Regions from separate parts of the Mus musculus genome. Here regions 1, 3, 4 and 5 are each linked to region 2. The links are chromatin contacts, called in public Hi-C, HiChIP or PLAC-seq and capture Hi-C maps. All regions are on one chromosome and are shown on one strand. Each heading gives the region's core, a stretch centred on a gene start, on an enhancer-like site or on the middle of the called end of the contact. The rest is flanking DNA. Distances are from core to core; before and after follow the strand shown. Region 1 holds the start of Pycr2 (pyrroline-5-carboxylate reductase family, member 2). Region 2 has its middle 18 kb from the start of Gm33669. Region 3 overlaps Gm39715 (a long non-coding RNA gene). Region 4 overlaps Gm39714 (a long non-coding RNA gene). Region 5 has its middle 31 kb from the start of Gm39718.

Region 1 (3,654 bases), core at 138-2,637, 960 kb before region 2:
GAAAGACATAGCTTTCTACTGAACCTAATTTTTGGGTAATAGACATGGATTCCTGTGTAATACAGGGAGCTAAGGGAGGGTTGGCTGCTGCAGATTGGCCATCTGCCTAGCCTGGGACACCTCAGTACTCTGTCCCATTGTCTGGTTCTTCCTAATTCTCAGAAGGGGCAGGCGTGTTACTTAAGGATAAGACAAGGGTGAAGGCCCTGAGGCACTGATAAAAATGATGCTGGGGGCGGAGAACCCGGGGAGAGGGGAGGGAGGAGGCTGAACTGGTTTTCCTATTGGCTGGGAGGTCCGGAAGGGAAGGGCTGGACGGTAGGGTCAGGGTGGGGCACTCCTGGAGGGTGTGTCCCAAATGGCTGGGTGGGAAGGTAGCTATTCATCTACCTCACTGTAGCAGAATACAAGAAAGCAGATAGTATGTATGTAGTTTCCAATTCTAGGAAGACTGGTAGGAAGGTCCATTGAGTTCAGGAACTTAAGTCTAGCCTGGGCAACAAAGCAAGAGATTCTGGCCAGAAAAAAAAAATCGTTCCACTTTAACTGTTTGGTTCGTCCATTAATGGAATAAATACACGTTAGAATCTTGTGTAAAATAACGTTTCGGTGGCGTTGGGAAACTGCTTATGATTGGTATACTATAGAAATGTATGTACTACACGCCTATAATCCCATCCCTCAAGAGGATGAGGCAGGAAGGTCACTAGTTCAAGAACAGCCTGGGCTACATAGTGAAACACTTTCCAAAAGTCAAACCCAACTTGTGGCTGTTCCTGAGCCCTCTGGTGCGTCTGGACATGTTTCGAGAAATCTTTCTGGGAATAAACAATACAATTCTAATGGAAGAGAGGAGATGTCACTGGTGATTCGGGACAGCTCCTGAAAAGCTTCGATGCTGGGTCTCTTTGTATACTCTAAAACCACAAGGTGGGGTGGACAAACAAGCAGTCATTTCTCACTGTCTCAGCTGTTTCTCCAGGTCGCCCTGTTCCGGGTAGCAAGAGAAGTCATGCTTGGCCAACAGGCCGTGCAAGCAGTGCTTTAAGGAAATCACTAAATAAATCAACAAATCATGATCTAGTAATTCGTCTTTTCTACCTAGTTCTACTTCGGAAGGAGCATGCCGAAGCTGGCTAGCTGTAGCCTGGTGTCCATGAGGGGTACATCTCTAATAGGCGTTTTGGAGATCTCACTCCTGAACCAGAGTTAGAAACCAACTCTTCTAACCAGGAATTACCAGTGTCCCAGGCAGGGCCAAGCAGACCCGCACCAGCGGAGCTAACAGGTTCCACCCGCTGCGCGATCAGGAGGCGGGCGCACGGCCTGACGGCGATGCCGATTGGTCCGCCCCAGACCCGAGCCTCGGATTGGTTGCCTTGGACACGTGGCCAACCGGAGGCTGCGTATTTGGCGGTGGATGCTCTGGGATACTTGGGGCCTCTCTAGCAGTTCATCTGGTGCATCCCGGTTTGAAAGCTGTTCCGAGCAATTCGGGTCCATCTTTTTCCACGCGCGGACACTGACCCCGGGATCCCCAGAGTCCCCGGATCGGCGCTCGCCGGGATCCTGCGGCCATGAGCGTGGGTTTCATCGGCGCAGGCCAGCTGGCCTGTGCTCTGGCGCGGGGCTTCACGGCCGCGGGTGAGCGCGTGGTCAGCCTTCCCTCTCACCAGAGTGAACGAGTGAGTGAGTGGGTGGGTGGGCGATGAGTGAATGTGAATGGATGGTAGATTTGCATCCATCTGCTGGGAGCATAGCGTCGGAGGCCGGCACTGCTAGAGCTGCTGTTGGCTTCCATTGATGGACTGCATGATTGGGCCATGATCTACAGTTGAAAAACTTTGTTTTCTGTAGGCGTCCTGTCGGCTCACAAGATAATAGCCAGCTCCCCGGATATGGACCTGCCCACGGTGTCTGCGCTCAGGGTAGGCTAGGAGGGATGGAGGGAAGTGGGCAAGAGGAAGAGGCCCAGGAAAAGCGTGTCCGGAGATGCCCTGAGTCTGGCAGGCTCCGACTCTCCTTTAGGGAAGTCATCATTGTAAGCCCTGCACCTTCTCTGAGGCAGCCTTGTGTGGTGGGAGCTCCCAGGCAAAGTTAGTGTCGGATCCTACTGGGGTGAAAGTAGGCATATAAGAAAGGTTCTTTTTGGGCTGGTGAGATGGCTCAGCGGGTAAGAGCACAGACTGTTCTTCCGAAGGTCCTGAGTTCAATCCAGCAACCATATGGTGGCTCACAGCCATCCCTTAACAAAATCTGATGCCCTTTTCTGGAGTGTCTGAAGACAGCTACAGTGTACTTACATATAATAAATAAATAATTCTTTAAAAAAAAAGGTTCTTTTTGTTAGTCTGCTTTGAATTTCACTGCATAGCCCGTGTTGGCTTCTAAGTCTGGAAAATTCTGCTTACCGATGTTGTAAATGACAGCGTTGCTAGGGGACTTGGTGAGTTACGTAGTTTCTTTATTCAATAAAGCTTAATGTCCCAAGTCTTCTAACATCTGGCCAATGTGGGACAGGTGAGCAGATGAAGCACTGTGGATACTGTTTGTGCCTAGTATAGGCTTATGTCCCCAACGCTGTAGGACCCCAGCTATGCACCTCAGAGCCCTAGAGGGGGCCCCGTGGAGACTTGTTACTCCGGTAAACAGCTGTGAGGTTGGGAGTGGGCTTTGCAGCTCTGCTTCCAGACTCTGGGTGCTCAGCTCTTTCCATCAGTTCTCTCTCACCTGGCAGAGAGGTTCGAGATTGCTGGGGTTGAGGGGACAGCCACTTTCCTGGCCATGGTGGAGCAGCTTACCATTTTGTACCTATTTGTCCGGTGGCAGGAAAGGAAAGCTGCCATTTGGGGATAGTCACGGAGCCCTGAAGGCACAGAACAGAGTGTTGGCTACAGTTGACAGAGAGGGTCTGCTATTCTATGGGTGGCACGGGCTCAGCCATATTACCTAGCATTACGGACAGGGTCCCCTACTCCTTACTGCAGAGGATGGGTGTGAATCTGACCCGAAGCAATAAGGACACTGTGCGGCACAGCGACGTCCTGTTCCTGGCTGTGAAGCCCCACATCATCCCCTTCATCCTGGATGAGATTGGAGCCGACGTGCAGGAGAGGCACATCGTGGTCTCCTGTGCAGCCGGGGTCACCATCAGTTCTGTGGAGAAGGTGCTGTTGCCCCGGTGCCCATTGTGTGAGAGGAGGGGTGGCCTGGGAGTGGCTCAGATCCGAGGGAGCTATGTCCTGGACACTCAGTTGGCTTGCTCTCCTCCTCTAGAAGCTGATGGCTTTCCAGCCGGCCCCCAAAGTGATCCGCTGCATGACCAACACGCCCGTGGTGGTCCGAGAGGGGGCCACCGTGTATGCCACGGGCACCCATGCTCTGGTGGAAGACGGCAAGCTTTTGGAGCAGCTGATGAGCAGTGTGGGCTTCTGCACAGAGGTGGAGGAAGACCTCATTGATGCTATCACCGGGCTCAGCGGCAGCGGGCCTGCCTATGTGAGTGGTTCTCACTTGCCCACTGGCTTGCATGCATCCTGGGCAGCAGGAGGGGCTGGCGGAAGAGAGGGCAGCCGGCACATCTCTTGGACATGGCTGGCTGGTGGAAGGAGCTGACCTTCAGGATTGGTCCCAGTCACCTGAGAAAGCCGCCTG
Region 2 (3,518 bases), core at 544-3,043:
CTGGAAAATTTGGTCCCTTTCTTGAGGTTCTTAATGTCATTGCAAAGAGATTTTAAGGCTGGAGAAATGGTTCAGAGGTTAAGAGCCCCTCCTATTCTTGCTGAGGACCTAGGTTCAATTCCCAGCACCCACATAATGGCTCACAGCCATCTGCAATTCCAGCTCAGGGGATTTGATGTCTTCCTCTGACCTCTGCAGGCACCAGGCATGCAAGTGCTACACATACACACATGTGGGTAAAACACTCCCTCATATACAGTAAATCAAGTCCCCTCTGACCACACTCCACTCTATTTTCTTAAGAAATGTCTCTCACTGGACCTGTGTAGCCCACAGAGTCAGCAAGACTGGCTGACCAGGACGCTCCTGCCTCTGCCTCCCCAGCACTGAGATCACAATGCTGCATCATTCTGCTTGTCAAATCTATTTATAATAGATAATAATAATAACAACAACAACAACTGACTTTCCAAAGAACCCTTAAGTTTCCACTTCAGATGACAAATTGACATTGTCATGCATAAATATAGATTGCATCACATTTGTCTGTCTGTTTCTTGTGTGTGTATGTGTGTGTGTATCAGAGTGTATGTGTGTGCATGTGTCAGTGTATATGTGTATGTATATATGTGTATGTGCATGTGTGTGTCAGTGTGTGTGTGTGTGTGTGTGATCACACCCAAGGATCACACAGGGATCACACCCGAGGCTTATGCTCCAACACTAGGGCTGATGAACCCATTTCAAAGGTCTAACACAGAGGCTCTCAACCTGTGGGTTGTGACTCCCTGGTGGGAGGGCTCGAATGATCCTTGTACAAGGGTTACCTAAGAACCCTGGAAAACACAGATTTACGTACTTTTTGCCTGGGACCCCTGCTCCGCCCTGCACAAGCTCTTCATCCATCAACCCAGCCCACACATTGAACACCCCTTTCCTCCTGCTAGAAGAAAACTCCAGGGTAACAGGTCATTACTCCTCATCGCAGTGTTCAGACAACCCACCCAAGAGTGCCCACCCAAGGGCTCAGTTTTTGATCATATATAGGCATAATCCCAGCCCCTAACTGACAGGCCATCACTCCTTACCTAAGTTCTATAAAACCCCCTTGCTTTATACGGGATGCGTGACTCCATTGCCCTTCTGTGAAGTCAGTGAATCCTCCTGAGAGCTGCCTCCTAATAAACCTGCCTTTATCTACTTTTAATCTGGTCTAATCTAGCCTATACTGCATCACTGAGGAAGAGAGAAAGGAATTCAATTACGATTCATAGCAGTAGCAAAGTTACAGTTATGAAGTAGCAACAAAAATGGTTTTGTGGGGCTGACAAGATGGCTCAGCAGTTAACACTGACTGCTCTTCTGAAAGTCCTGAGTTCAATTACCAGCAACCACATGGTGGCTCACAACCATCTGTAAAGGAATCTGATTCCCTTTTCTGGTGTGCGTACACACACACACACACACACACACACACACACACACACACACACTTGTATGGTTGGGGGTCACTACGACATGAGGAAGAGTATTATAGGGTCACAGCATTACAAAGGTTGAGAAGCACGGCTCTAGAAGGTGTGAACCCAGCTAGCCTGCCTCTCCTTACAGCCATTCCTTGTAACGCTGGGTTGTTTGGCAGAAAGCAGGGCTGGGGTGTGGCCTTAGTATTGTTTGGACCTGAGTTTGACCTCACATCCTGAAGCAAGTGGCAGTTGCTGCCCAGCACGGGAGCAGGAAGTGGGTGGGGCTTGCTCCACATGGTGGTTCTTGAGAGAAGAAACAGAAGTCATAACCTCTGCGGTTTGGTTTGTGTTGCAATACGAGCATCAGGAAGCTGCTCTTACAGAGCCTGATGTGTAAAGTTAAGGGCAGATAGAGCCCTGACTGGTGGAGGGGAGGCCCTCCATCCTCCATAGGAACTGTCCAGGCCCTGATAGCTGGAAAAACCATTAAATTTCAGGAAATTTCCCCCAAACATAACTCGGTCCTTAAAACGGAACAGTCAGCCGGGCGTGGTGGTGCACGCCTTTAATCCCAGCACTCGGGAGGCAGAGGCAGGTGGATTTCTGAGTTTGAGGCCAGCCTGGTCTACAGAGTGAGTTCCAGGACAGCCAGGGCTATACAGAGAAACCCTGTCTCGAAAAAAAAACAAAAACAAAACAAACCAAAACAAAACAGGAACAGTCAGAGAATATTTGCAACAATGTAATTTGATCAGCCAGGCCTGATCCCAGCACTTGAGAGGCTGCCTCAAGAGGATTGCTGTGAGTTTGGGACCAACCTGCCTACAACTTGAAATCCTGTCTCAAAAACAAACCACAACAAAAAAGAAAAACCAAAACTACAAAGAACAACAAAACAAATGACACTTGGTTACCCCCCCCCCCCAGGGTCTCACATAGTCTAGGCCAACCTTGAATGACCTTGGATTTCCAATCCTCCTGCCTCCACCTCAGAGGGTTGAGATTACAGGTGTGACTGATCATACTTGGTTTATTCTCTGCTGATGATCTGAGCCCAGGTTCTGTGATTGCAAGATACAGACTCTACCAACACAGCTATGTCCCCAACTCTAGTTAGGGTGCCTTATTCTTAAAGATAAGCAGCTTTAAGATGGGTGTGGTAGCACATGCCAGTACTTGGGAGGCGGAGGCAGGAGGCCAGCCTGGTCTACAGAGAGAGAGTGCAGGGCATCCAGGGATACACAGAAAAACCCTGTCTCAAAAAAAAACAGAAGAAAAAACAAACAAACAAAAACAAAGCAGCCCCTCCCCCCAGGGGTTTACCTTGACTGAAAAACAGCACCCATCAGTAGTGTTACCCAATTTGGGGTTCACAGCTTGTGTACCAACAAAACAGGTTCAGCTAGCCTCTCTCCATAAGACAACTAAAAGAGCCAGACTCACAGTAAAATGTAGAAAAAAAGAGATGTGACCACGTTGAGAAGGACAAAGATGGACTCCCTCTCCCATGTCCATCTTGGGGTCCTGCTTAAAAAGAAGGCAAGGTTCTGCCTAAGTCATCAGTAAGGCATAGTCCTGCCCACCACCAGCTCTGCGTAAACTTCAATACTGTCATGAAAGGTGACCACTTGGGTTGGTCGCTTTCCCCTCTCCCAGCATGACATTCCCAAGGAGGAGAGCTTCCTATCTTTGAGGTCCATGGTTTCCAGAGTTTCTGTAGGACATCTTCATCACTGTTGTGTCAGTTACACTGTGGGGATGGAAGGGGAGAGACACAGACATGATGGGTGTTCTATCTGCCCCTTCTCTGGGTCTCAGGGCAGTTGGCAAGTAGGGAGCCCTGACTCTTGTCCACATTCTAACCCCTTTGTCTGCATCTATGGACCGATTGGTTTTGAAAATCCACCCAGCAATCTGGGAGAGATGGGAGTTGCCATCTGAAGGACTTGGCCAGACCATACTGTTTACAAGATAGCAAAAAAAAAAAAAGTCCCTGGTAGGGATGGATATATGCAGACTGCAGACAGAAACCCTTGGAGTTCAGTGGGGTGG
Region 3 (3,787 bases), core at 315-2,814, 940 kb before region 2:
GACTGGCCTAGAACTCATGTGTGACAGGTCTGCCCACCTCTGTATCTTGAGTGTCAAGATTAAAGGAGTGTGCTTCTACATCTGATTATTTTCTTGTTTTAAAAGGCTTATTTTTACAGGTCTAGACAATTATCTCAGTGGTTAAGAGCACTTACTGGCCTTGAAGAGGTGCAGTTCCCAGTACTCACATGGCAGCTTAAAACTATCCTTAACGTCAGACCCAAGAGATCCGTCTCCGTCTTCTGACCCCCATAGCCGCCAGTGACATAGTGGTACACATACATGCAAATATTTAGGCCTATGGTTTTTAAAAAATTACTTCTCTTATGTCTGTGAGTATACTGTCACTCTCTTCAGACACACCAGAAGACGGTATCAGATGGTTGGAAGCCACCATGTGCTTGCTGGGAATTGAAATCAGGACCTTTAGAAGAGTACTCAATGTTTTTAACTGCTGAACCATCTCTTCAGCCCAGTCCATGATTTTTTTTTTAAAGATAAGATCTTACAGGAGCTGGAGAGATGACTCAGTGGTTAAGAGCACTGGCTGCTCTTCCATAGGACATAGCTTCAACTCGTAGCACCCGTATATCAGCTCACAACTGTTTGTAACTCTGGTTCCAGGAGATCTGATGCCCTCACACAGATATACATGCAGGCAAACCATCAAAGCACATAAGATAAAAAAATAAAGGTAAGATCTTACCATGTAGCTCTGGCTGGCTTGGAAGTTCCTTGTAAATCCGACTGGCTTGAAACTCACAGAAATTCATCTGCCTTTGCCTCCCAAGTCCTGGGTTAAAACTTCTGCACTACTATGCTCATTTTATTTTGAATTTTGATACAAGGTCTCACTGTAGCCAGCTAAGGCTGGCCTCCAGTTCACTATGTAGCTAAAGATGGCCTTGGACTTCTGGTTCTCTTGCCTCTGCCTTCCAAGTGCTGGAATCGCAAGCCCATATCGCCATTCCCTGCTTCTATAATTAACTTTACAGACTTTACTTTTGGAGGGTTTCGACTAATGCAGCTCACTTTATAATAGAAGTTTTTCAAGGATTATCACTATTTTGGAGGTCGCCCAGCAAGGGATGGAGGGTCTCAAACAGAAAATGAGACCCAGTGAGACCATACTGTCTTGCGGGGGATATGAGGCAGGAAGGACCCCCAAAGGGCTCTAGGTTTGGAGGCCTCTCTGACTATAGAAGTTGGAAACAAGGAGGTAGGGGCAGAGAACATTTGAACATTTTTGGTTCTGGGGTCCAGAGGAGAAGCCAAGCTCAGCATAGAGAATACAGTCTCGGACAGGGCTCTTGTCATGATCTCCAGCTGTTGGCAATTGCTCAAACTAGGGTTGTGTGGCCTACGACTAAGGAGGTGGTGAGACACATCGCAGCATCGTTAAAGAAGGTGTAGCCAGCAGACAGGACAAATATCCCTTGGCAAACAGATCTCTTTTTCTGAATGTGGATTCTGGATTGTCTTTGGGGAAATACAGTAATTGACCAATCAGCCAGGGGGAAGTGAATGTGGATTGGGGATTTTGCACAATGGGCTTGATTAGGTGTCAGGTGGGAGGGAGACTGCCCTTTGTCATGTAGAAGGAGCTTGGCCTGCTAGCCTTGGGGATGAGGGTAGGTGGAACTTTGGTGGTCTTGGGGGATCAGACTAGAAGAGGGAGTTACCCTCTTGGTGAACCAAGTTTGTCACCCTGCAGGAGAGGGCAGGAGAACACTGACTAGTGCAGCCCTGGGCTGGGCTTGAGGTGGGTGCAGGGTAAGAGGTTTGACCCCATAATAGGTCAGGCTGCCAGTTGAGTGTCAAACGACAATATGAGGTCAGGCCTTTAGGGGTAGGTGTCAGCTAGCCAAGGTTCAGATGCAAAGGGGGACTGTGAGGCCAGGCAAGCTAAGGCCCAGGAGCAAACTCATTCAGGCAAGAGCCAGCAACTGAGGTCCCCTTCCCGGCACGGGTAGATACTTTGTTCCTGTTGGACAAATGTAGCAAGGCCAGCCAAGGTGCCTTAGAAAGGCCCAGCCCTAGCCCCACACGACTGAGCTCCTGACCCTAGCCCAGAGCACGGTACAAGCCATGTGGCCCTGTGAGCTCCTGACCCTAGCCCAGAGCACGGTACAAGCCATGTGAATCCTGAGTTTAGTTTTAGATGTGTGTGTCAGGAGGAGCCTTGGTACCTCTCTCCTCTTTTTTTTTTTTTTTTTTTTTTTTTTAAAGATTTATTTATTTATTATATGTAAGTACACTGTAGCTGTCTTCAGACACTCCAGAAGAGGGCGTCAGATCTCGTTACGGATGGTTGTAAGCCACCATGTGGTTGCTGGGATTTGAACTTCGGACCTTCGGAAGAGCAGTCGGGTGCTCTTACCCACTGAGCCATCTCACCAGCCCCACCTCTCTCCTCTTGTCAGGTGAGGCAATGAGAGGCAGGATTCTGTAAACAGGATGGGATGGAAGCCCAGCGATGCCATTAAGGCTCTTGTCTCACAGATATGGAAACTGAGGCACAGGCTGCTGATTAACACGTAGTCCCCTAGGTAGAACTAACTGGCCCTCGGTGAAATGTCACTGGGGAGAGTGAAGAAGATAGTGGGGCAGGGACACTGCAGAGTCACCTCTCCAACCCATGCACCTGTGTCCTTGTGGTGGCAGTGGCCTCCACAGGGTCACAATCAAGAAATAGTTGCTTAATTGATTGAAGAGAAAGACAGGCAGGAAGAGAAGCTGTAATGACCAGGGCTTCTAGGTTTTCCTGCAGAGGTCTTTCTCCCTCAATACCTTTTAATTGTGTGGGGTAGGGCAGGGAGGCAATAATATGACAGACAGACAGACAGACAGTGTACAGGGGATGGAATCAGCACCTTGAACATTCTGGGCAAGTTCCCTTCACCACAGAGCTATGTCCCAGCCCCTGTAAGAAGAAGTGGCTCTCCCGTGTGGACCCAGAGAAGATGGGGTCTCTAGTTGGCACGACTGAAGGAGGGGTCCTTTTGACTCCGGCATAGACTTTGGTGGCTCTGACCCAGCCAGGAGCAGAAATTCAGTGCACGCCCCCTTACCCCTTGAGGGTTTGTTCTAATGGGAAGTGGTTTGCCTGCAGGTGCCTCTGAGGTGTGACTAAAGCCCCAAGGAGAGCAAACAAATCATAATGAAACCAAGTCTGTGTGTTTGATTCCTGTCTTTAGCCTCCCTCCCCTGTGTGTTTGGTAAATACATAAAATGAAAACACTTCTCAGTGACCTGTGTAAGGTTTCAGGCTGTATCTGCAGGCTGGCCTTGAACTTGTTTGTAGTAGATAACTCCCAGAGTCCTGGGAGTACTGTGCCCAGTCTTTATGCCATGCTGGGGAATTGAACTCAGGGCCTGGTGTTGATCATTCCCCAACATTATCCAGCCTGAGGGTGGTGACGGCACTGAGCTGTGTTTATTTCATCTTGTCCCTGTCTGTTCCCAGCCCTGAGGTTTCATCTTTTTGCCCATGTAATAGGGTTGGGGTGAGGGGATGGGTAAACTCCTTTTCATCTAGATTTTTTAAAAAAGACCTGAAATAATATGCTTAGGTTATGTTTGTATATGTTTAAGAGCTTCTAACCCTGAGTTTCCTAAGTTTGTTCTGGGATAAGCGCTTCCTCAGGGAAGTCCACTACAGTGAAAAGCCGAGAGAAGGGCCACACACGGAGGCTCATGCTCATAATGTCAGCACTTGGAAGGCCGAGACAAGAGGATTGCACTAAGTTCAAGGCCACTTAGCTACATAGCAAGCACCGGGCCAATT
Region 4 (3,722 bases), core at 665-3,164, 990 kb before region 2:
GCTGCTGCTTTTCTTAAGAGGTGGTCATCCCATGGTACTAGCATCTCTGACACACTTGGGTCTTCCACTACAACTAGGCTTCACCAATAGCTTCTCACAGGCTCTCTTCATGGTGTCAAGCCTCAACTCCTTTGCATGACCCCTTCAGTCCTAGGTTGTCAACTGCAACTGAGGCTGCACCTTCATCAATGGCCTTCCCTGGCCTTTCACAGTACCAAGCCTCAGCTGCTCTTCATGACCCCTTCATACCTTCAAAACCATTATTACCTGGGTGACTCTTACACATTTACCAAGTCCAGCTGCTGCACGAGGTACAACCTTGCCTATCTCATGGCTTCTTTGTACTTTCAGAAAACACTTCCCAGATTTCACCTAAGTGATACTGTTTTCTTCTTCTTCTTCTTCTTCTTCTTCTTCTTCTTCTTCTTCTTCTTCTTCTTCTTCTTCTTCTTCTTCTTCTTCTTCTTCGGTTTTTCTAGACAGGGTTTCTCTGTGTATGGCTGTCCTGAACTCACTCTAGACCAGGCTGGCCTTGAACTCAGAAATCTGCCTGCCCGTGCCTCCTGAGTGCTGGGATTAAAGGCGTGGGCCACCATGCCCAGCTGCTGTTCTCTTCTTAATCACCGCTAATTTCTTAGCTTCAGCTAACCAGCATCAATTGTGCCAATAGTCCCTTCTATTCTTGACTCTAAAGCCAGAGCCACATGGCTGAAGCTGGCAAGTTCTGCTGCTTGCTGGGGCTGGAACATGGCCCCCTTGATCTATTACATTATCACTTTCTGTTTTCCAACTCCTTCACTGCATAAGCTTGGCTGCCCTGGAACTTGCTCTGTAGACTGACTTTGAACTCAGAGATCTTCATTGCTCTGTCTCCTGAACGCTGTGATTAAAGGCATGTGCCACCATTGGAGACTTAAGCTTTTCTTCACCTAGAACCTGCTCTGTCCTAGGCCGGCCTTGAACTCAGAGAACTGCTTGACTATGCCTCCTGGGATTAAAGGGTTTTTTTCTACCAAACCTGGACCTAAATTTAGATGGGTGGGGTCTTGCCCCTAGGTCACCACTCCTTTAATTCAATTTAATATCTGTGAATACAGGATTCAGTTTCATTTCACTTCCTGATGCCCCATTATATTTTTCCTTTCTAAGCTTGCTACACTTGCTCAAAATGCTCTTCATGAGACTCAACTAGAGAACAAAGTCTATGCTGGGCGTTTCTCAGGCTTCCTTTGTCAGTACAATTAATATAAATCTTTTTACCTTAGGCTTAGAATCTTCAGACAAGGGCGAAAGGCAGCCACATTAGTCACCAAAATATCACAAAAACTGTCTCTTGGCCACATATTAAAATTCTCTGAAACCTCTAGAGCCAGGCTTCCACAGTTCAAATCATCCTTAGCAACGAAGTCTTCCATATTCCTGCTAGGATGGCCCACTAAGCCACACTTAAAACATTCCACTGCTTTCCAAATCCAAAGTCCCAAACATCCACAATCTTCCACACAAGAGCATGGTCAGGTCTATCACAGCAACGCACCATGCCAGGGTAGGCTTGATGCAGGGGGAGCTGAGAGTTCTACATCTTCATCTGAAGGCAAACAGAAGGCTTCCAAGCAGCTTGGACAAGGGTATTAAAGCCCACGCCCATAGTGACACACCTACTTAACAAGGCCACACCTCCTAATAGAGCCACTCCCTTGGCCCAGCATATACAAACCATCGCAACAGGCAGGGCTGCACAAAGACCCTGTCTGGAAAAAAAACAACACTAAACAAGAAAATTGTAGGATAGAAAGACTTCTTGTGGCCACTAGAGGGCGCTGTGTACCAAGTTACAAGGGAAGCCCAGAAACGGTGGGAGCCTGAGACAGTGCAGTGGGTCCACCACAGGCAGGGCACGGGGTTCCCAGAAGCCTGTGGCTCCCAACCCTACCTGCTGGGGGCAGTGCTGGTGCGGGAAGCCGGCCATATACCCAGACCTCTCTGTCTTTGCTTTTCTGATTCCACCTGTCTTCTTTCTAAAGGTCATGAATAAGTCACTTACAGGCAAGGCCAGCCTTCCACACAACACTGTTCCTCCTCCCTGACAAACGCTATTCTGACTATTTGCTGGTTTCTGTTTTGTTTTGTTTTGTTTTAGCTGGGAGGATTTGAAGATGTATAGAGTAGGTTCCACTGGTGTTTTATTTTTGTGCTATCAAGAAAAATCTTGGAGCTGGGTGTGGTGGCACACGCCTTTAATCCCAGCACTTGGGAGGCAGAGGCAGGCAGATTTCTGAATTTGAGGCCAGCTTGTTCTACAAAGTGAGTTTCAGGACAGCCAGGGCTTTACAGAGAAACCCTGTCTCGAAAAACCAAAAAAGAAAAATCTTGGACAAGTCTCCATTGCTCCAAGGCCTTGGTGTGGCTGGTCTCCAGATGTGTGGCCTTGGCTTCTGTATGGGACTCTGTCATTCATCATTGGGGTGGGGACAGCCCTTGTCCTGCTATAGAAGCAGCTCTGCTCGTCACTGCCTTCAGACCTCTGGTGAAGCTGGAGATTGTCACAAAGAGGACAAAGAACTTGATCTAGTACCAGTCAGACTCCTGTCAAAATTAAGGGTAACTGGTAGAAACCCAGAAGGTTCAAGGGCCAGGTCCTAGTGCCTAACACTGGTTATAGGACAAGACAACTAAGCAGAGTGGAGAGAGAATATAATAGCCCAGCAGCTGAGACTGTGCATCACTCTTCTACCTGACCCAGGCTCCATCCTCAGCACCCATGTCAGGAGTTCCAGCATCTCTGGCATCCATGGGTACCAGCGCTCAGGTATACATACACATCCAAGCAAGAAAGAAGACTCATACTGCCCCGTGGCTTCCGGAAGTCCCTGGTCCACCAGGTCACGGAGCTTGACATGACCCTGATGTGCAACAAACCTTACTATGCTGAGATCACTCACCGTGTTTCCTCCAAGACCCACAAGGGAAGAGTTGTGCAGCTGCCATCAGAGCCCCCCACCTCGGTGCCAGGTGCACAGTACATCTTATTTGTATGTAAATAAAACCACAAACACCCTCCCGCCCCCCCCACACACACTTCTGGGATATATGGTTTTGCGCATTTATTGGTGGTGTTTTAAAGTAACTTGCTTGAAGGTGCTGCGAGAGGAGCCGGAAGAGCAGCTGAAGTGAGGGACGGGATGGGTGGAATCCAGCTTCATCCTGGAAAATTAGAAAGCCGTTCGCTTTGCTTTCAGATTCTTCCAACTCAAGAGGCAAATAGCAAACCAGAGGCAGAGGTGCTTTGACCCGTGAGTTCTCTGCCCTCTGAACCTCAGTTTCGTTATGTGGGTGGGCCCTGCCTCAAACGGGGTTCTGTTAAAGCAAACCCGAGACAATGCAAGGTCTTGATTTTTACCCCCAGCATCAGGGCTCTCAGCACAGTAGTGCTCATTGTCGGTCCCAGGGTTGGGGATGTTTTCTTCTTCTTCCTTCTCTCCCCTCCATAAGTTGTAATAATGTAGGGATCCCCAGACACATCACCAGCACTTAGACTCATCTACTCTCTGGCAGCTTAGCAACTTTACTAAGCAGGACCTTATGACTGCCCCTTCACTGAGGCTCAAAAGGAAATAGTGTGTGTGTGTGTGTGTGTACCATGACCCAAGTGTCTGCAAAGGCTAGTTTCTGAAAGGTTTGTTTGAATCGAAACATGTTGGTCTTGGAGATCAAACTGGGGG
Region 5 (3,790 bases), core at 989-3,488, 600 kb before region 2:
GTGTGAAAAGCACTTTGGGAAGAACTCTGCCTTGGGGCTGGGCAGAGTGGTGCATCATTGACCCCAGCACTCGGCAGGCAGAGGTGGGTGGATTTCTGAGTTTGAGGTCAGCCTGGTCTCTGAAGTGAGTTCTAGAACAGCTAGGGCTACACAGAGAAACCGTGTCTCAGAAAAAGAAAGAAAGAAAAAGGAAGGAAGGGAAGGAGGGAGGGAAGAAAGGAGAAGTTTCTCACTAGCTAAGAATTAGGAGTCCCAGTGCAGTTAATAAAACTGCTGGTGAGGTGAGATGAACCCCAGAGAGATAACTTTTTTTTTTTTTTTGGTTTTTTGAGACAGGGTTTCTCTGTATAGCCCTGACTGTCCTGGAACTCACTTTGTAGACCAGGCTGGCCTTGAACTCAGAAATCCGCCTGCCTCTGCCTCCCTAGTGCTGGGATTAAAGGAGTGCCACCACGCCCACGTAGAGACATTGGAGCAGCGACAACCACCATGCTTTAGACAGAAGCAGGTTCGGCCTTTCTCCCTCTCACAACTGTGTAAACCTGCAGTTTTCGAGGGATCTCACCAGAAGCACCATTTATAGTAAGGGACAGGCCTTAACCCCTTGCACACCCCCCTTGGCTCATGCATGGTTTTATCTTCTTTCTCAGCTAGCAATCCTATCCAGGTGCTTTTGAAGCCACACCTTAACCTCGATTATCAAAAAAAAAAAAAAAAAAAAAAAAAAAAAAGGGGGGGGGGTCTTCTTATTGATGCTGTGAGATGTAGCTTGAGAGCTACCAACATTATATGTGTGGTTGTCACTAAGACACGGCAGGGACACTCCCCCTTGAGAGGCCCACACACCTGTGGATCTGTGTGCATTATCTGACCCGAGCCCCTCTTTTTCTTCAAGCTGGCATGCCTTCTTAATAAACCCCAACTGTGTGTCTTATTGGCTCGCCCTAAAATCTCTCTCTGCAGTGAAATCCACTCCCACTTCACTTGAGAGGCAGCTGAGGAGTTCGAGCTGCTTCAGGCAGCAGCGTGGAGGTGTGTCTCGGGCCAGCTGTCAGGGGCGCTCAGTAGCACCTGTGATGCGCTGGGCTCCATCTGTAATAGAGATGGGGGTGAGGAAGCTGTGTTCACTCCCCTTTCATATGGGCAGCAGGCTGCACTCTGGCATCGATGATAAATCGACAGGTGACTAACATGGATCTTAGCATGATTAAGTGACTTGCCCAAGGTCACATCATTAGCAGACAGTCACTTAGAAGCTTGAACGTAGCTCTACTGTAGCAAGTAATGCTTTAATGCAGAAGTCTTTCTTAGCTGGATGCTTTCTAGGACAGTCCTGCTACAGGAGGTTCCTTAGACAAAGGATTGGAAGGAGGTCGGGTAGGAGCATGGGCAAGTGTGAGTCTTCCTGGGGACAGGCAGGGTGAGCTGAGGTGTGCAGAGTTCTCTCTCGTTCTGGATGGTTGCCATCGAGGTTGTGAGCAAGGGACTTACTTCCCCGGGGGTGACCCGTTGTGAGCAGATTCCAAGCTAACTGCTAAGATGAGCCCAGACACAGGCTCTTGTCTTCCCCAGGACCTCAGAAGTTGGAGTCAAGCAATCATATTTGCTGGAAGAAATGGAAATTAGGGTCTTCCTCAAACTCTGCTGGAATACGCGGGTGGCATGAGATAGCAGCCGCAGTTGCTTGTGGGAACGAAGCTGGTCAGGAAGGGGTTTCTGATGGACACGGATAGGAGGCAATAGCGCCACCCTCCTTGTAAAAAGTCTTGATCGCCCAGCAGGCGCATGAGAGTTGTGAGCCTCAGCTAACTTCAGAAGCCTTCTAGCTCAGAGTAGAGACAAGCCATCCAGCTGGCCTAGGCTGCCAGCCTGCCAAAGAGGAGGTGGGGGGAGGGGACAGGGGTGAGACCCCGTGCTGTCCACCCAGAAGACAGCTGGCGGGCGGGCGGCAGGTGGGTGGAGGTTAGCGGGCCACCCCTCCCCCTGCCCTGCGGAAGCAGCCGAAGAAACTGTACCCTTTTATTGTCTTTGCCACTGGGTGTTTTCTGGAGTAATTTAAACACTGCCAAACACAAGCCTTCCATCCTTTCTCTAGCCATTGAAAGGAAGCGGCAGACTTAAAAATCATCTGAGTGGCGAGGACTGGGCCAGGAAGACGGGAAGGGTGGAGGGAAGGGTGAGACGGAGGTGAAAGTATGTGGTTTGGCGGGTGGGACCAGGCTCGGGTGATGGGCCGAGACCTGCGGCAAGCAAGGGAGGAGTGCCCAGGCTTTGCTGGGCGGCGACCTCAGCGGGCAGGAGGCTCTGGGGAGGGCGCGGGGCGGGGACAGGCGACCTGCCAGGGCCAGTCACCCCCCTCCCCCCCCTCTGTGGGAGGAGGGCAGGAAAGAGGGCGGCCTTTATTCTGTATTAAAATCCTCCTCTCTACCTAGGACACGGTGTACTAACCTTGCACGGTATTTGATCCTATGCAATCAGTCTGCACTTGCCAGGCAGAGTCTTGGGGCCTCATGCATCTGCCGCACAGTCAGGGCGTAGACCATTGAGCCTCCCCTTCCCCCTTGCTGGCTTTGGTCTTCCTCTTCTCTGCTTTCCCTTCCGTCTGACACCATCCCACCCTTCCATTTCCTTCCTCGGGTTTGGGCTCTAGAGGAGCAGAACCCGCCTCCCTTAATTCCAGGTTCTGGGTGAGGAGGTATCACCAGCCCTAGCCAGTACCATCCGGAGGGTTTCGAGCCTCGGGGCTCTACACGGGGTGGGTCTTCCCTAATCTGGTCTTCGCACAACCTGATTATTGTACAAGCGCTGTGTTTGGTAATCTGGAATATTTCTCCCCAAGGCTGTACGGGTGTGTACGGCAGCTGTGGAACTTAGATAGACAGACCCGGGCTTCGGGTGTGTCTACCCGCGGCCCTCCTGCAAATCCTCTGTGCTACTCACGTCTGGAAACCTGGTTTAACCATGAGCAGAGTGAACCTGCTAGAGTCCATACTCACTCGAGCCTCTCCACCTGCAAAGCGCTAACAGTAACTTGCTTGCTTCTTAGGTTGTTTGGGGACTGCGGTTTAAGCGAGTCCTTCCCGAATTAGATCTGGGCTCCAACCCCAATGTTGCCACATGACAACTGACCTTGGCCTCTGTTTTCCAGTACGGGAGGGACAGTAACAGAACCACCCTCACTGGGCCCGCGGTGAACTCAGCTCAGTGCAGGATTTTTAAGTTGCCTAACACAGGTTGCCTGTCATAGTGAAACAGGACATTTTTTTTTGTGCAAGTAATTTGTAAACTGTGGTGTGTTCTTTAGAAATGTAGGCGGTTACTCGAATGCCAACAGGGTGAAATTCTGGGTTCCTGCCCCACTTTCTAAGGGAAATTGATCCCCAACCTCGCCCTGGGCACCCTGGAAGTTCCCTTCCTCAGCACTTCTGGGACCTCTGGGTGGGAGAGGCTGGTCCTGTGCTCCCTGCTCTATTATCCACCCCTCCCCCTTCACTTCACATTCTTTTCTGGAACTCTCAGCAGCTCTGGTAGGCTTCAATCCTGGAATCCTGTCCCCAACCTCTCTCAAAACAGATCTCGGACCACCAAGTCCATCCTGCTTTTCCTAGAGAGCCCAACTCAATCCTTCCTAGAGCTGGGGGGTCGCCCTCGCATCCCATGTAAGTCTTCCTCCGAGCTCTCCTATGATAGAGCAGTAACTAGCCCTCTATGCTGAATCACACTGTTTGAGTTCAAAGTCTACTTGGAAGCTAGAAGGTACAGGCCTGTAATCCCAGCACTTGGGAAGCCC

Evidence for each region. A called contact is a pair of places that touch in the nucleus more often than the background predicts. HiChIP or PLAC-seq counts read pairs in DNA pulled down with a chosen protein or histone mark. Capture Hi-C pulls out chosen DNA fragments and counts their contacts.
Region 1: a contact with region 2 is called in an HNF4G HiChIP or PLAC-seq map of pancreatic cancer cells. The contact joins the promoter of Pycr2 here to the enhancer-like site in region 2. A contact is called at or near these places in 1 of 39 promoter capture datasets (embryonic stem cells), 1 of 484 Hi-C or Micro-C datasets (the N1E-115 cell line) and 1 of 115 datasets of contacts at active chromatin or transcription factors (pancreatic cancer cells).
Region 3: a capture Hi-C map of embryonic stem cells shows a contact between it and region 2, with 2.6 times the contacts expected there. The contact joins two enhancer-like sites. A contact is called at or near these places in 2 of 115 datasets of contacts at active chromatin or transcription factors (embryonic stem cells and pancreatic cancer cells) and 1 of 9 other capture datasets (embryonic stem cells).
Region 4: an H3K27ac HiChIP or PLAC-seq map of large pre-B cells shows a contact between it and region 2, with 2.3 times the contacts expected there. The contact joins two enhancer-like sites. A contact is called at or near these places in 2 of 484 Hi-C or Micro-C datasets (embryonic stem cells and pro-B cells) and 2 of 115 datasets of contacts at active chromatin or transcription factors (embryonic stem cells and large pre-B cells).
Region 5: a Hi-C map of the G1E-ER4 cell line shows a contact between it and region 2, with 4 times the contacts expected there. The contact joins two enhancer-like sites. A contact is called at or near these places in 2 of 39 promoter capture datasets (hippocampal neurons and pre-B cells), 6 of 484 Hi-C or Micro-C datasets (the G1E-ER4 cell line, cortical neurons, embryonic stem cells and 1 more), 3 of 115 datasets of contacts at active chromatin or transcription factors (embryonic forebrain, embryonic stem cells and pancreatic cancer cells) and 1 of 9 other capture datasets (embryonic stem cells).

What each region holds. Positions count from the first base shown.
Region 1 is chr1:180,902,887-180,906,540 of GRCm38.p6, forward strand. It overlaps Pycr2 (pyrroline-5-carboxylate reductase family, member 2), which reads left to right and starts at 1,388. Exons shown (of 7, transcript NM_133705.2): 1 at 1,388-1,644; 2 at 1,858-1,928; 3 at 2,988-3,167; 4 at 3,277-3,498. The coding sequence starts at 1,578.
Region 2 is chr1:181,859,103-181,862,620 of GRCm38.p6, forward strand. No RefSeq gene overlaps it. Among named protein-coding and RNA genes, the nearest start is that of Gm33669, 18 kb to the right of the region's middle. Within about 2 kb of position 1,794, at least 164 of the 459 cell types and tissues checked have an H3K27ac peak or open chromatin away from gene starts, as enhancers often do. A contact at or near this core is called in the G1E-ER4 cell line, the N1E-115 cell line, embryonic stem cells and 4 more, where this site is marked.
Region 3 is chr1:180,923,352-180,927,138 of GRCm38.p6, forward strand. All of the region lies in intron 1 of Gm39715 (a long non-coding RNA gene), which reads right to left. Among named protein-coding and RNA genes, the nearest start is that of Lefty1, 9.8 kb to the right of the region's middle. Within about 2 kb of position 1,565, at least 17 of the 459 cell types and tissues checked have an H3K27ac peak or open chromatin away from gene starts, as enhancers often do. A contact at or near this core is called in embryonic stem cells, where this site is marked.
Region 4 is chr1:180,872,372-180,876,093 of GRCm38.p6, forward strand. It overlaps Gm39714 (a long non-coding RNA gene), which reads right to left. Exons shown (of 3, transcript XR_865782.1): 3 at 3,141-3,204. It also overlaps the pseudogene Gm18036. Among named protein-coding and RNA genes, the nearest start is that of Gm39714, 11 kb to the right of the region's middle. Within about 2 kb of position 1,915, at least 32 of the 459 cell types and tissues checked have an H3K27ac peak or open chromatin away from gene starts, as enhancers often do. A contact at or near this core is called in pro-B cells, where this site is marked.
Region 5 is chr1:181,254,608-181,258,397 of GRCm38.p6, forward strand. No RefSeq gene overlaps it. Among named protein-coding and RNA genes, the nearest start is that of Gm39718, 31 kb to the right of the region's middle. Within about 2 kb of position 2,239, at least 318 of the 459 cell types and tissues checked have an H3K27ac peak or open chromatin away from gene starts, as enhancers often do. A contact at or near this core is called in the G1E-ER4 cell line, embryonic stem cells, granulocyte-monocyte progenitors and 2 more, where this site is marked.